3 separate regions of the Mus musculus genome follow, and regions 1 and 3 are each linked to region 2. Evidence: chromatin contacts called from public Micro-C and promoter capture Hi-C data. All regions are on one chromosome and are shown on one strand. Each heading gives the region's core, a stretch centred on a gene start, on an enhancer-like site or on the middle of the called end of the contact. The rest is flanking DNA. Distances are from core to core; before and after follow the strand shown.

Region 1 (4,069 bases), core at 1,470-3,969, 340 kb before region 2:
GAGCTTCCCCTGTCTCCCTTAGACTATGCCACTGTGCAGACTGTGGGGATGACCCTGGCCACTATCATGTTCGTGCTGGGGATCATCATCATCCTGAGTAAGTGCCCTCCCCACCTGTGGGTCCCCACCTTAGAGGCTTTCCTGCCCACCCCACCCTATCCCCACTGGTAAAGATCCTGATCTTTGATCTTTGAGGGTTTCCTGCTGGTCCCACCCCATCCTTATCCTTGAAGGTCCTCTGCCTGCCCTGCTCTGTCCTCTCACACCCCGATTGCTCCCTGCTGTCTCTCTCCTAACAGGCAAGAAGGTGAAGTGCAGGAAGGCGGATTCCAGGTCTGAGAGGTGGGGCAGCCTGGGGTCCTGGGATGGAGACCCCTAACCTAGGGCTCGGGAGCATCCCCTGAAGCCTGTTAAGCTTCCTCTTCTCTCCCTATACAGCCCAACATGCAAATCCTGTAAGTCGGAACTGCCCTCCTCAGGTGAGCATGGTTCTGGGGGACACTTAGAAGTAGCAGGATCCTTAGAGGGCTACGTGGGTGGAGGCAGTCTGGGGGTTGGATTCCAGGTCCCTCGGAGGTTGGGGTCACAGAGGGAGAGTTCCAGAAATATCTCAAGAAGGTCCTAAAGAAATGCAAGCCTCGGAAAGCTTGGTGGGGTGTGGCTGGGGAAGTCTGAGAAGTTGGAAGAGGCTAGCACCTGAGAAACCCACACAGGGAAGGGCAGAGCAGGGGAGAGAAGGGAGAGGGAGGGCAGAGCGCAGGCTGCTGAATAAAGACAATCAGAAGCATGGAATACACATTTAAAGATGGGAGTGAGGTGGGCAAGGAATGGTGGTACATACCTCTAATCCCACCACAGGAGGGTTGGAGTGAGAGGGGATGGAGAAAGGGTGAATCTCTGTGAATCCCATACCAGCCAGGATACATAGTGAGACCCTGTCCTAAAAGGGGGGCGGGGGAGGATGCTGCTGGGGAGGATGCTCGAGGCCCCAGGTCTAGTCCTCAGAAATACCTAAACTGCCTGCCCATAATCTCAGCACACTGGAGGTGGAAACAGGAGAACCAGGACTTCGAGGTCAGTCCTAGCTATAGAGAGCATCTGAGAGCAGCCTGGCCTACACACAAGACTGTGTCTCAAAAACAAGCAGAAGAAAGGGTTCTGTCTGGAAGGAAGTGCGGGGAGGAGGAAACTGGTGCAGAAGACAGAAGGGAGGGTCAGCGCATGGAGACAGGAAGACGATAAGATGGAGTGAGAAGGAGGAAAGTTTCGAGGGGCATCCATGGGAGACTTGTTTAAATTTTAGAGTTGTTTCCTTTCTAAGGACTTTTGGGGAGTAAAAACTCTCTTCCTTTTACAGTGTCTTACTGTAGTTCTGGCTGTGCAAGAACTCACTGTGTGGCCCAGGCCAAGCTTACACTCAGAGTCATCCTCCTGCCTCAGCCTCCCAAGTGCTGGGGTTACAGGTGTGAACTATTGAGGTGGCTTCCCATTAAAATCTTATGACAGCCAGGTGGGAGCTGTGCATGCCTTTAGTCCTAGTAGGAGACAGAGGCAGGCAGGTCTACAGAGAGTCCCATGACAGCCAAGGCTACACAGAGTAACCCTGTCTCAATGGGAGAAAAAAAATAAACTTATGACAACGAGTAGTGCTTAAAGAACTAAGTATAAATGGGGGAGACTTCATGAGAAAACTACATCATGTTTCATATATTCTTAATGAGATTTAAGAACATCACGGGTATCTCTCTGTGGTGCTGGAGCAGGATGGAAGGAGGTGTTTGGTCCAGCCTTAGCTGGGCAGAAGAACAAAGGTAGCCTGTCCTGGAGGACACCTGCTAGATGCCTAGGTTGTCTGGAGCATATGTAGAAAAGAAGCCTGGAGTATAGCATGAGGTGGGGGCTCTTCCAAGGAGACTTTAAGCCTCCCAAAACACTCAGGTCAGCCTTGGGTGTCCACCACAGCTGGATTCCCTTTCTCCATTGCTTGAGATGGGGCAGACAGTAGCTATGAAGATTTCCCTGCAGTGACCAGATATCAGGAGTCAGGAAGACATGAGGATCCCCCAAGAGCTAAAGGGCAGCCATCCTTGGACTCTGATTCTTTCCCTCCTTAGGTCAGTAACTTGAGTTCTCTTCTGTTCCTAGCCCCTGGAGGTGGCGGTGTGTAGGATCCTCTGCAGATTTCCACTGCTGTCCCTGGCCAGAGTGCAGGAACCAGAGGACCCAGAGAAGGCGGTGGGGACCCAGCCTGGCGCCAGGGAGTGTGCCCCCAATCAGCCGCCAGACCCACCCCAAGGCCGGAGCCAATGCACCCCGCTCTCCCTCCCCAGGCCTTGGCAACAACGATCCTATTTGTACCCTAGACCCAGAGACTCAGGCCTCCAGCTCCTGGGATCCAGGAGTCCATCCCCAGTCCCCTGGGATCCTAGTGTCCCTCCCTCCTGCATCTCCTGGTCTCCTTCTCCAGGACCTTCCCAGCTTCCCCTCAGGGTCCACATCTTGAGCTTAATAAATGTGCATTCGTTTTTTCCCCCCGTTCTGTCTGTGTATTGTCGTCTGTGGGCACCAGAGGACTGGGTGGGAGGCTGAGTTGATTGTCCTTTTCCCCCCTCCCCACTCCCCCCTCCTTCTCTTCCTCCTCCTCCTCCCTCCAGGGTCTCCTCCCTCTCATTACATCCTTCCTTCCACACCTCACCCAAGGGTCTTCCCTTCTCTGCACCTTGCCCCCATCTGCGTCCCTCAGATCCTCGAGTGGAGGCCACCGCCTTCAGTCCCCCACCATCCTCCTCCTCCCCAGCTCCCACCCCTGCCTGTGGGGCCTGGAAACGAGAGAGGAAATGACTGGGACGCTCTGGTCCCCGCCTGCCTGCGTCCGCGCCCGCCCGTGGCCACACCCTCCACCCTGAGGCAGCTCCCACGCGGTACTCTGACACTTCAGTCTGGAGATCTCCGGCTCAGATGTAAGTCCCTCTTTTGCTCTATTGCTCTGGGCCACACACGCAGGTGGGAAGCTGCTTGGGAGGAGAAGAGAAGGATCTCGATGCCTCTCTGCCTCGTATTCACTCTGTGGGCACCTTTTCTGCCTCAGTCTCCCTAGAGCGCCTCCATTGCGGGCAGACAGGTCCCTCTATGATCTGCCCATCACGGGTGCTGGGCGCGGTGGTGCCTGCAGGGCAGCCGGACACCAGCTCACTTTTTCCTTTGAGAGCAGCCCTGCGTTAGTCACCCTTCCTGTTCCCCTCCTGGCCCCGCTGCTCTGGGCTCCTGCCCTCGAGGGAGCAGACACAGCGGGCCACTGGCTTCCTCCACTCAGGAACCATGGGTCGGGAGGATCAGTTCCAGCTTTAGGAGGAGGGAGCGGCATCTTTGCCTCAGGGGTGTCAGGAAGCCAGGCTCGCCTGATGCTTCTGGCTTTCTTTGGGGATCAGCTCCTGGAAGAAGGGGATGGTGGCCTGAGACGGAAAAAAAAATCTCTCCCCAAAGGCAGATACCAGAGGGTCCTTGAGACCAGACGCCTGCTCCAAAGAGGCTGCGAGGGGGTGGGAGGGTGCGGAGGGGCTATGCCTTACCTTTGCCTCAGCTTGTCCCACAGATGTCACTGTCCAGTCGCCTGTGTCTCCTCACTATTGTCGCCCTGATTCTGCCCAGCAGAGGTAAGACACCACCACCACCACCCCTCGCCCCAATCCAGCTCCAGGAGGCAGCTAGATGGGTGATTGCAAAGCTCAAATACTGGGTACCATCTTCTCACTCTACTCCCTCGCCAACCCCCACCGAGTGAGCGAGCACCAGGAAGTGGGATTGGCGAGGCAGGCTCTGGGTAGCACCCTCTTTGGACACTTTTGAGCTCGGGTGATCCAGAGGGTCTGACTGGAGCCTGTCCTGCTGAGCATCCTCCCTTTCACCTCTGAGAAGAACTTGCTGAGTTTGACTTGGCTGGGAGATTGGTGTCAGTTTTCTACTCGGCCGCCAGGAAACCCCAGGCTCCAGGCAAAGCAGAACTGATGGGTTTTCTGAGAATACAGTTGGGCAAAGGGGTCCAAGCTGGGGCTCAGAGACCCTCACTCTG
Region 2 (3,734 bases), core at 88-2,587:
GAGTTGGCTTCCCGGGTCTGTGGAGGTGAAGGCAAACAAGCAAGATGGTTCCCAGAAGGAAATGGGTGAAGAGAGGGGCATCCCCGGAGAATCCGATATCAGGACTGGAGGGTGAGGAAGAAGTAACCAGGAGGGACACAGGATGAGTGAGTGGAGGCGAGGACCCAGGAGTCGAGGGAAGCAGAAGGGGCACACAGCCAGGTGGTGAGAAGGGAGGGAGATGCCCCTGTGGGACATGAAGAGGCTGCTGAGGGAGAAGACCAGAAGCTGGGTGGTACCCACCTTAAGGGAGAACAGCAGGGCTGGAATCGCCAGCAGGATGCAGAAGCAGAAGGCTGTGATGGACAGACAGAGGTAATCCTTCGCTGGGGCAGGCAAGGCAATCAGCATGACTGTCTCTGACCTGGGCAATCTCTGATAGGCCGGTTGCACTGATGCGATCTGGGCTTCCAGGTTCTTGATTTTGGTCCCAACCCCCATGGATCTTGGCCTAAGGAGGAGGTTCTGGGTGAATAAAAGCTGTACACAGAGGGTAAAGGGGGGGCACCTGAGCTCCCAAGAAAAGAGGGCCAGAGCAGGCCTAGTGGCCTGGTAGTCTGTCAATCCCATATGCTCAGCGGAATGAGTAAGGAGGGTTGGAAGTTCAAGACCCACCTGGACTACAAAATGTGTTGAAGGGCAGCCTGAGCCACTTTGTAAGAAGACCCTGCCTCAAAGAAAAGAAATTAAAATTAAAAAGAGGCTGAAAATTTCTCCCAGTGGTAAAACATATGGCTATGAGTAGCCATTTGTTCATGAGTAGCTGAGAATGTGACTCTGGCAGTAGCAAGAAGGGGCTGGGGGCATGAGCAACACCATTAGAACCCTTGCCTAAAATCCACCAATGAGGGGCTGGAGGTGTGGCTCAGAGGTACAGCTTTGCAAGCATCTGAGCTCAATCCCTACAATCGAAAGAAAAAATAAAGGACCTGACAAGCCAAATGAAGCATAAAACACAGATGATGCTATCCTAAGCCAGGGATAGGGCACCATCTGGAGTCCACCACACCTTCATGATCCTATGGACTAGTTTTGCTGGCCCCTTAGAATCCCCTCCCTATCGTTCTCAATTACTTTTCCTTCTTTTAAATCCTATTCTCTCTCTCTCTCTCTCTGTCTCTGTCTCTGTCTCTCTGTCTCTCTCTCTCGCTCTCTCTCTCACACACACACACACACACACACACACACACACACACACACACACTTTCCTCCCTCATTGTCCATAACTAATCATTACCAACTCAAGGTCTGTAGGTCTTCTCTTCACTCCTCAGTCCCTGAGATGGCCTTGGCAATCTGAGTCACTGGGCGTGGTCTCGCTAGCGCCCCCCACTTCATTATGATTGGCCACTGTCCAGTGGGTGTGCCTCCAGTGCTTAAATCTGATTGGTTCAATGTCTATAAGGGGCATTATCCAGCCACACCTTTTTTTTTCCATGCTCTTGAGTTCGCTGCTTTGAGCCCGGAGCCTGGCTTACAGCTGATGGCCCTTTTTTGTTACCGTCACACCCAGCACATGAACTAACTCACTGTCCAGTGTATGGGTCTCACTCCCAGGCTGAACATGAGCTATTAGAACAGCGTGGCTGATCACATCATGGTAACATCCGGAGATGTACGCCCAGGCTGGACCAGGACACAGGGTCACACAGTGAGTCAGGCCAACAAGACCCTGGCTCTCCCAGAGTTCAATGTTCATGAATGAGAGAAAGGAAAAAAAAAATCAAATGAACTAATAAAATTAACTGTGAGCCAAATGTGTTATGGTTTGAATTTTAAATGCTCCCCTCCCCCAGCTCGAATTTTGAGCACTTGGTCCCCGGCTTTGTGGTGCTTTGTGAAGGACGTGGGACCTGGCAAGCGGAAGTAAGTCTCTAGAGGCGGACCTTTGAAGGTCATTCTCCAGCTTTAGTTTACAATTATAACTTCTGCTTTCTGTCTGTGGCCTTGTGAAGAGCAGCTGATGCTGGCCCTGCTGGTGTTAATTCTGCCAGTTGTGAGGCACTGAACAGTAGTAGTTTTTCCCAACTAAAGGATTCACTCCTGGAAGGAACCAGGGCTCTTGAGTTTTGGGAGGCAAATAGAAGCTCACATGGCCTGAGAGAACCAAAACTTGGAAGACTCTTGAGAGCCCTTCCCCAGCAGTCAAAGAGTAAACAAGTCTAGGGGGAGGTAAGCCTCAGCCCTTACTAGGTCTCCTGATAATCTCAGTGGGAATTAAAACCAGGCCAGGTTGGAGGGGTCTCACCAAGACTGAAGTTGAAACAAGTTTATCGCAAGCAATCTGTCTTTTTATACCCTTATCAGAAACAATATGATGCCAGTTGCCAGGAGGAATGCAATTGTAGTTGTCAATGACGTTTGCAAGCCATACGGGGTACACAAGATTCATATCTAAGACGAATTGTTATGCCAAACTTCTGTAACAGGGCCCCAGACCTTAGCCCAACTGACTCCATGATGGAAGTACCACAGGCAACACCATCTGTCAAAGCCCATCTTACCAGGGAGGTCTCTAAACATACTAACCTTGCTTTTTGGCTTCTGCAGTTCTATACTATCTAACTGTTCTTGTTAACTGTAGTGTATCAACCCAGAACATGTGAAAGACCCCCGACGTGGGTAGTCAATCAATCTGAGGAGACCCTCTCAAGGACCAGCGAGACCACGATTCGGATGCAAACAGCAAGAGGCTTTATTGGGAACACGGGTACCCGGGCGACGCAGTCTATCGGAGGACTGGCGCGCCGAGTGTGGAGTTTTTACCCTTTTTATAGGGCTGGGGCTGGGGAGCAAAAAGCGCGGTTACAGAAGCGAGAAGCGAGCTGGTTGGTTAGTTCGAATAAGGCTTGGGGTATTTCTCGGTCATTTGGGGAAACTGAGGTGGGACTTTTTAGTTCTAAACAATGTCTATTTTTAAGAAATGGGTATGGGAGGGGTACGAGGAAAGGGTCTAATGAAGGTTCAACAATGGGCACACACCTGGTCAGAACATTGGCAGACACACAGGTTCAAGGAGTGGCCAGAGCACTGTGCACCTCTATTTTTTTAAATCAGTGAAGCTAGTTCTGCTAACACTGACGTCTGAGAGCCATCTGTTCTTGGCCCTGAGCCGGGGCCCAGGTGCTTGACCACCGATATTTGGCCCCTGTCCCAGTATTATTCAGCCTTAATCTTTAACTGTTAATCTTTAACTGAACTTTCTTGTAACTTTTGAGAACTCAGCTCTGGTACTTTTTCATGCCTTGCAAAATGGCGTTACTGCAGCTAGCTTGCTAAGCCTGATGGTGGGGTCTTTCATTCCCCCCTCTTTCTGGAAACTGAATAAAATCTTTTATTCACGTGATTCCACTTCTTCTGGATCTATTGATTTGAGTTGGTGATACTGTTGGGTCAAAACTAGGGCCTGCACTACCGAAATTCTGTCTTTTACAAACTGGACCAAGCGGTTGAGAATACAGGGTCCGAAGAGTAGGATTAATAAAAGTATTATCAAGGGGCCCATAATGGTGGATATTAAGGTCGTGAACCATGGGGACCTGTTAAACAGTCCCTCAAACCACCCTTGTCCTGATTTGAACAATTTTTGTCTCTGGTTCAACCTTTCTCTTAGCTTTGCCATGCTATCTCTTACTACGCCAGTGTGGTCCGCGTAGAAACAGCATTCTTCTTTTAGGGCAGCACATAATCCTCCT
Region 3 (3,705 bases), core at 482-2,981, 340 kb after region 2:
TTACGTATTGTTTCTCTTTCCCACCGAACTCTTCTCTCCCCCGCAACCCGCTGCCTCGCTTTCCTGGTATCAACCCCCAGATCGATCAGTTCCACTGAATTCTCCTACTCTCAGGACGACCTCCATGTCTTACCCAATCCCAGCATCCATGCAGTGTCTCTGAGGCTTCTGCAGCCTTTTCCTGGGCTTCCGAGTGTCCAGCATCCACTGTGCTGAGCCAAGAGCCCTGATGAACTTTGCTAATGACCTGAAAAGGCGGGCCCCACGGCCGAGTTACTTTTAGCGGCAATTTTTCAATAGACATACGTGGAAGGGGCCAAACGTGTATTGTGAAACCTACGGCAGAGCAAGGGAAACAGCTGGGGTGGATGGACATCCACATGCCACCTCCAAGGTCACGCTGCTCCTCTGTTCAGATGGTTTCTTAGCTCTATGCCCACCTCAGGTCACACAGACTGGGCCTCCTTTGCAATAGGGCTTCTGGAAGAACATGCTTCCCAAATGATCACATTCAAGTTCCTAGGCCAGGCTTGTGGGCCATCACCCACGCCCTCCTCCTGAAACACTATCTGTAGAAGAGTGTGGGACCACCCACCTTTACCTCTTTGTTCCCTCCCTTGAGGTGTGTGTTAGCCCAAGTCCAACCAGGGTCTTCTGTGGGAGTAAGGAGAGACAAGACAAGATAGCAGACTCATTTCTCTGGGTCAACCTGTCCAGCCTCCTGACTCTAACCCCATTTCCTATCCCCCCACCCCTCAGAATCTCTGCTCAGTGCCTTGAGCTCCTTCTCGAATCTCAGGAGACACAAGTCTTAGTGTCAATTTTGCTCCTTCCAATCGGTGAAATGAACCTGTCTGCTTAAAAGAGCAAACCTGTTTCTGGACTTCCTGGGAAGGTGGTGCTGAGATAGAGGGGCAGGAGACAGAGACGCGGGCATCTAGCGTGGTGGGGCTATGTACAAGGATATGAATGAGTCCTGGCGTTGTCCAAGTGCTGCTTAAGGGGTGGAGGAGAGAGAGGAGAGAGATGGGAAGATGGATAGCATGCCTCTGACTTGTCCTTGCTCCTCATCTCTATTTCTGAGTCTCTCACTGTCTCTGTGTATTCACTTCTTTCCTTCAATGTATTTCTGTACCTCCCTTTCTACTCCACTCTCTTATTCTAAGACTATCTATCCTTTTAGAATCTCTCATCGGTTCTAGCTCTGTGTCTTTGCCTCAATGTCTGTCTGTCTTTATTCAGGGATATTCTTATTCCCAGTAGCTCCAGGGCGTCTCCATGGTAGGTGGTGCTAGGGGCGCGTCTTTGAGAGGAGGGAGGAGGGAGGAGGGGGCTGCCTACGCCTTTAAGCGCGGGCGCGCGCGGGGCCTGCGCCTTTAAGCGCGGGCACGCGCACGGCCCTGGGTTCCCGGCGAGGAGGCCGCGGGAGCACCCGGACCCGGCCCGCCTGCCCGGCCCCCGCCCGGCCCCCGCCCCGGCCCCGGCGGGGGAGGGGTCTCTGAGCGCGACCCCTCCCCCCTGAGCCCCCACCTGCGTTGCGATGCCCGGGTCCCCGCGTGGCCCTGTCTGTCTGTCCGTCTGTCCGCGCTCAGGCCTCGCCCCACCCTGGCCCTAGAGCTGCCCGGCTGCCCCCCACCCGCCACAGCAGACCCCCTCTTTCTGGGCCTGTCTCCTCGGCAGGCCACGAACCCAGCCGCGCCATTGCTGCCCCAGACCCTGGGCCGGTACCCTGACATCGGGGTGTGCTTGCAGCCGGCGATCGGATCCAGATATTCTGAAACCCCCAAGCGTGGGACCCTGATTTGGGATCAGCACCTTGAGCTCCTGCCATGGAACCCTAAGACTCGGACCTTGAACCTCAATATCTGGGGCTGGAATCCCGACATCCGTCTCTGGGACCCCAAGATTTGGAAGCCGAACCCCATTATTTTGGAGCATGGATCCCAATATTTGGACCTGGGACCCCAAGATTTGGCGTCCAAGCCCCCAAAATTGGAGCTGAACTCTGAATTGTCTGACTGATACGTTGACATCTGGGAGCGAATTCCCAAATCTATACCTGGGACCCCACTATTCTGGGAAATAAACCCTGGGATGCAGGCCTTCAATTCCAAGATCTGAACTGTGGAATTCTGTGGGGGAGCCTGAAGTCCTTGCTGCAGACATAAGTGCTGAAATCTGGGGCTAGAGACCTCCAAGTCTTGACTCAGCACCCTAGTATCTGAACAGGATCCCAGTTTCGGATGCCAGAACTGGACTCGGGATTCAGACCCTAAACTTCCCCTTCTGGCTGTTCGGTGTCTCAAGCCTGGCACTGAGAGAGCCTGAGCCTGAAAAACCACTGGGGCCTTGGTCTCTCAAGCTGGACTCTCGAGGCCCAGTGTTAGGGGTCTGGAACCCCGAGAGTCAAGTTTGGAGACTCCATAACCACAGACCAGACCTGGGGCAAGACAGTTCCTTCCCAGAGGCCCTGAGGACAGGGGAGTCTTGACCTGATGCCTCCTCCAGAGTTCTGACCTCACCCCCTTGGAGCCTAAGGACACTGCTCCCTGGGGTGGCTTCCAGTTCAGGTAAGGCCACTGAGAGACACCCGTGGTGGGAAGGGACTTGGGGTGGGGGTGGGGTTTCTTGGGCTACAGGTGGAAGTAGGTAAGTACCAGGTGCCCTGTGGCATCCTAAGCCGTTTTCATTGTCCCATGAGTGTGTCACCAACCCTCTCTGGACACATGACCCCAGCTCTGCCCCTCTCTGGCCTCCTTGATGGGATTCTAGATCTCGATGTCACCACCAGTCTAGCTTCTGGCCGTCTCAGCATCCTCTCTGGACCCCTTTCTCCACCTCTCCTCACAATGACAGTTTCTGCTTTGCTCTCTGAGCTGCCTTGACACCCCTGTCCCCTGCCCTGTTGTTCTCCAGTCACATCTGCCCACAGCCTCTCTCACTGACACTTCCTTCCCAGTGTCTCCCTGATCCACTGGCTTTCTCAACCTTTGCCCACTCCTGACCTCTAGGCTGAGACTGTGACCATCCCAAATCTAACATCTGTGCAGTCTTCTCCTCCCTACCTTGCCCTCCTCTCCTGCTGTTTCCTCTGTCCACCTCCCACCATCTCTCTTCTCTCCCTCCTACCCTGCGCTAACTCCCGGTCTACCCCCACCTGGCCAGCTCTGACCATTTCTACCTTGTCTGTCTTTCTACCGCTGCTCCACCTCTCCCCAAAGCCTTTTCTCTGACCAGTTGTTCTGGTTCCCTGATGACTGGTAGATCTGTCCTTTCTCCTCTCTCTGGCTTTCTTACTGGCTTTTGACTAGGTCAAAACTCTTGTATCTCTTTGTCCAGATAGACTTAGAAGGACCACTGCGACCTGCTAGCCCTTCTGCTCAGTTTCCCTCCTTAGTCATGCCTGACCTTTACTGATTGATAATCCTTGCCAACTGCCCACCTCTTCTCTGTAGCTCGTCTAGACCCTATTGCTTACTTTCTCTCCACCTTGACCATCTGTCCTTGCCTCTGCCCACCTGTGCACATTTCTAGCCAGCTTTCTGACCATCATGGCTCATGCTTGACTCTCTGTGCCTTCATGACACATCTCTGACACCCCACTCCACCCCCACCCCCCACCTCTCTGAGCATAGTATGGCCATCACTCCCCGTTTCTGGCCCCAACACTGTTCCTTCTTCTCTACAGGCCACCCCTGCCCGCGA

Evidence for each region. Promoter capture Hi-C pulls out the DNA fragments that hold promoters and counts their contacts. A called contact is a pair of places that touch in the nucleus more often than the background predicts.
Region 1: a contact with region 2 is called in a promoter capture Hi-C map of second pharyngeal arch cranial neural crest. The contact joins the promoter of Fxyd5 here to the promoter of 2200002J24Rik in region 2. A contact is called at or near these places in 12 of 39 promoter capture datasets (the C10 cell line, the HPC-7 cell line, cranial neural crest and 8 more), 2 of 115 datasets of contacts at active chromatin or transcription factors (large pre-B cells and pancreatic cancer cells) and 4 of 9 other capture datasets (adipose tissue, liver, macrophages and 1 more).
Region 3: a contact with region 2 is called in a Micro-C map of embryonic stem cells. The contact joins the promoter of Lrfn3 here to the promoter of 2200002J24Rik in region 2. A contact is called at or near these places in 1 of 39 promoter capture datasets (pre-B cells), 1 of 484 Hi-C or Micro-C datasets (embryonic stem cells) and 1 of 115 datasets of contacts at active chromatin or transcription factors (embryonic stem cells).

Annotation. Positions count from the first base shown.
Region 1 is chr7:31,040,981-31,045,049 of GRCm38.p6, reverse strand. It overlaps Fxyd5 (FXYD domain-containing ion transport regulator 5), which reads left to right and starts at 2,719. Exons shown (of 9, transcript NM_008761.4): 1 at 2,719-2,960; 2 at 3,593-3,653. The coding sequence starts at 3,593. Fxyd7 (FXYD domain-containing ion transport regulator 7) reads left to right here. Exons shown (of 6, transcript NM_022007.1): 3 at 23-97; 4 at 300-342; 5 at 439-479; 6 at 2,146-2,535. The coding sequence ends at 2,168. All of the region lies in intron 2 of Gm38984 (a long non-coding RNA gene), which reads right to left.
Region 2 is chr7:30,696,529-30,700,262 of GRCm38.p6, reverse strand. It overlaps 2200002J24Rik (RIKEN cDNA 2200002J24 gene), which reads right to left and starts at 1,337. Exons shown (of 4, transcript NM_026961.2): 1 at 1,277-1,337; 2 at 655-706; 3 at 283-490; 4 at 1-17. The coding sequence starts at 480.
Region 3 is chr7:30,360,798-30,364,502 of GRCm38.p6, reverse strand. It overlaps Lrfn3 (leucine rich repeat and fibronectin type III domain containing 3), which reads left to right and starts at 1,731. Exons shown (of 3, transcript NM_175478.2): 1 at 1,731-2,570; 2 at 3,689-3,705. The coding sequence starts at 3,705.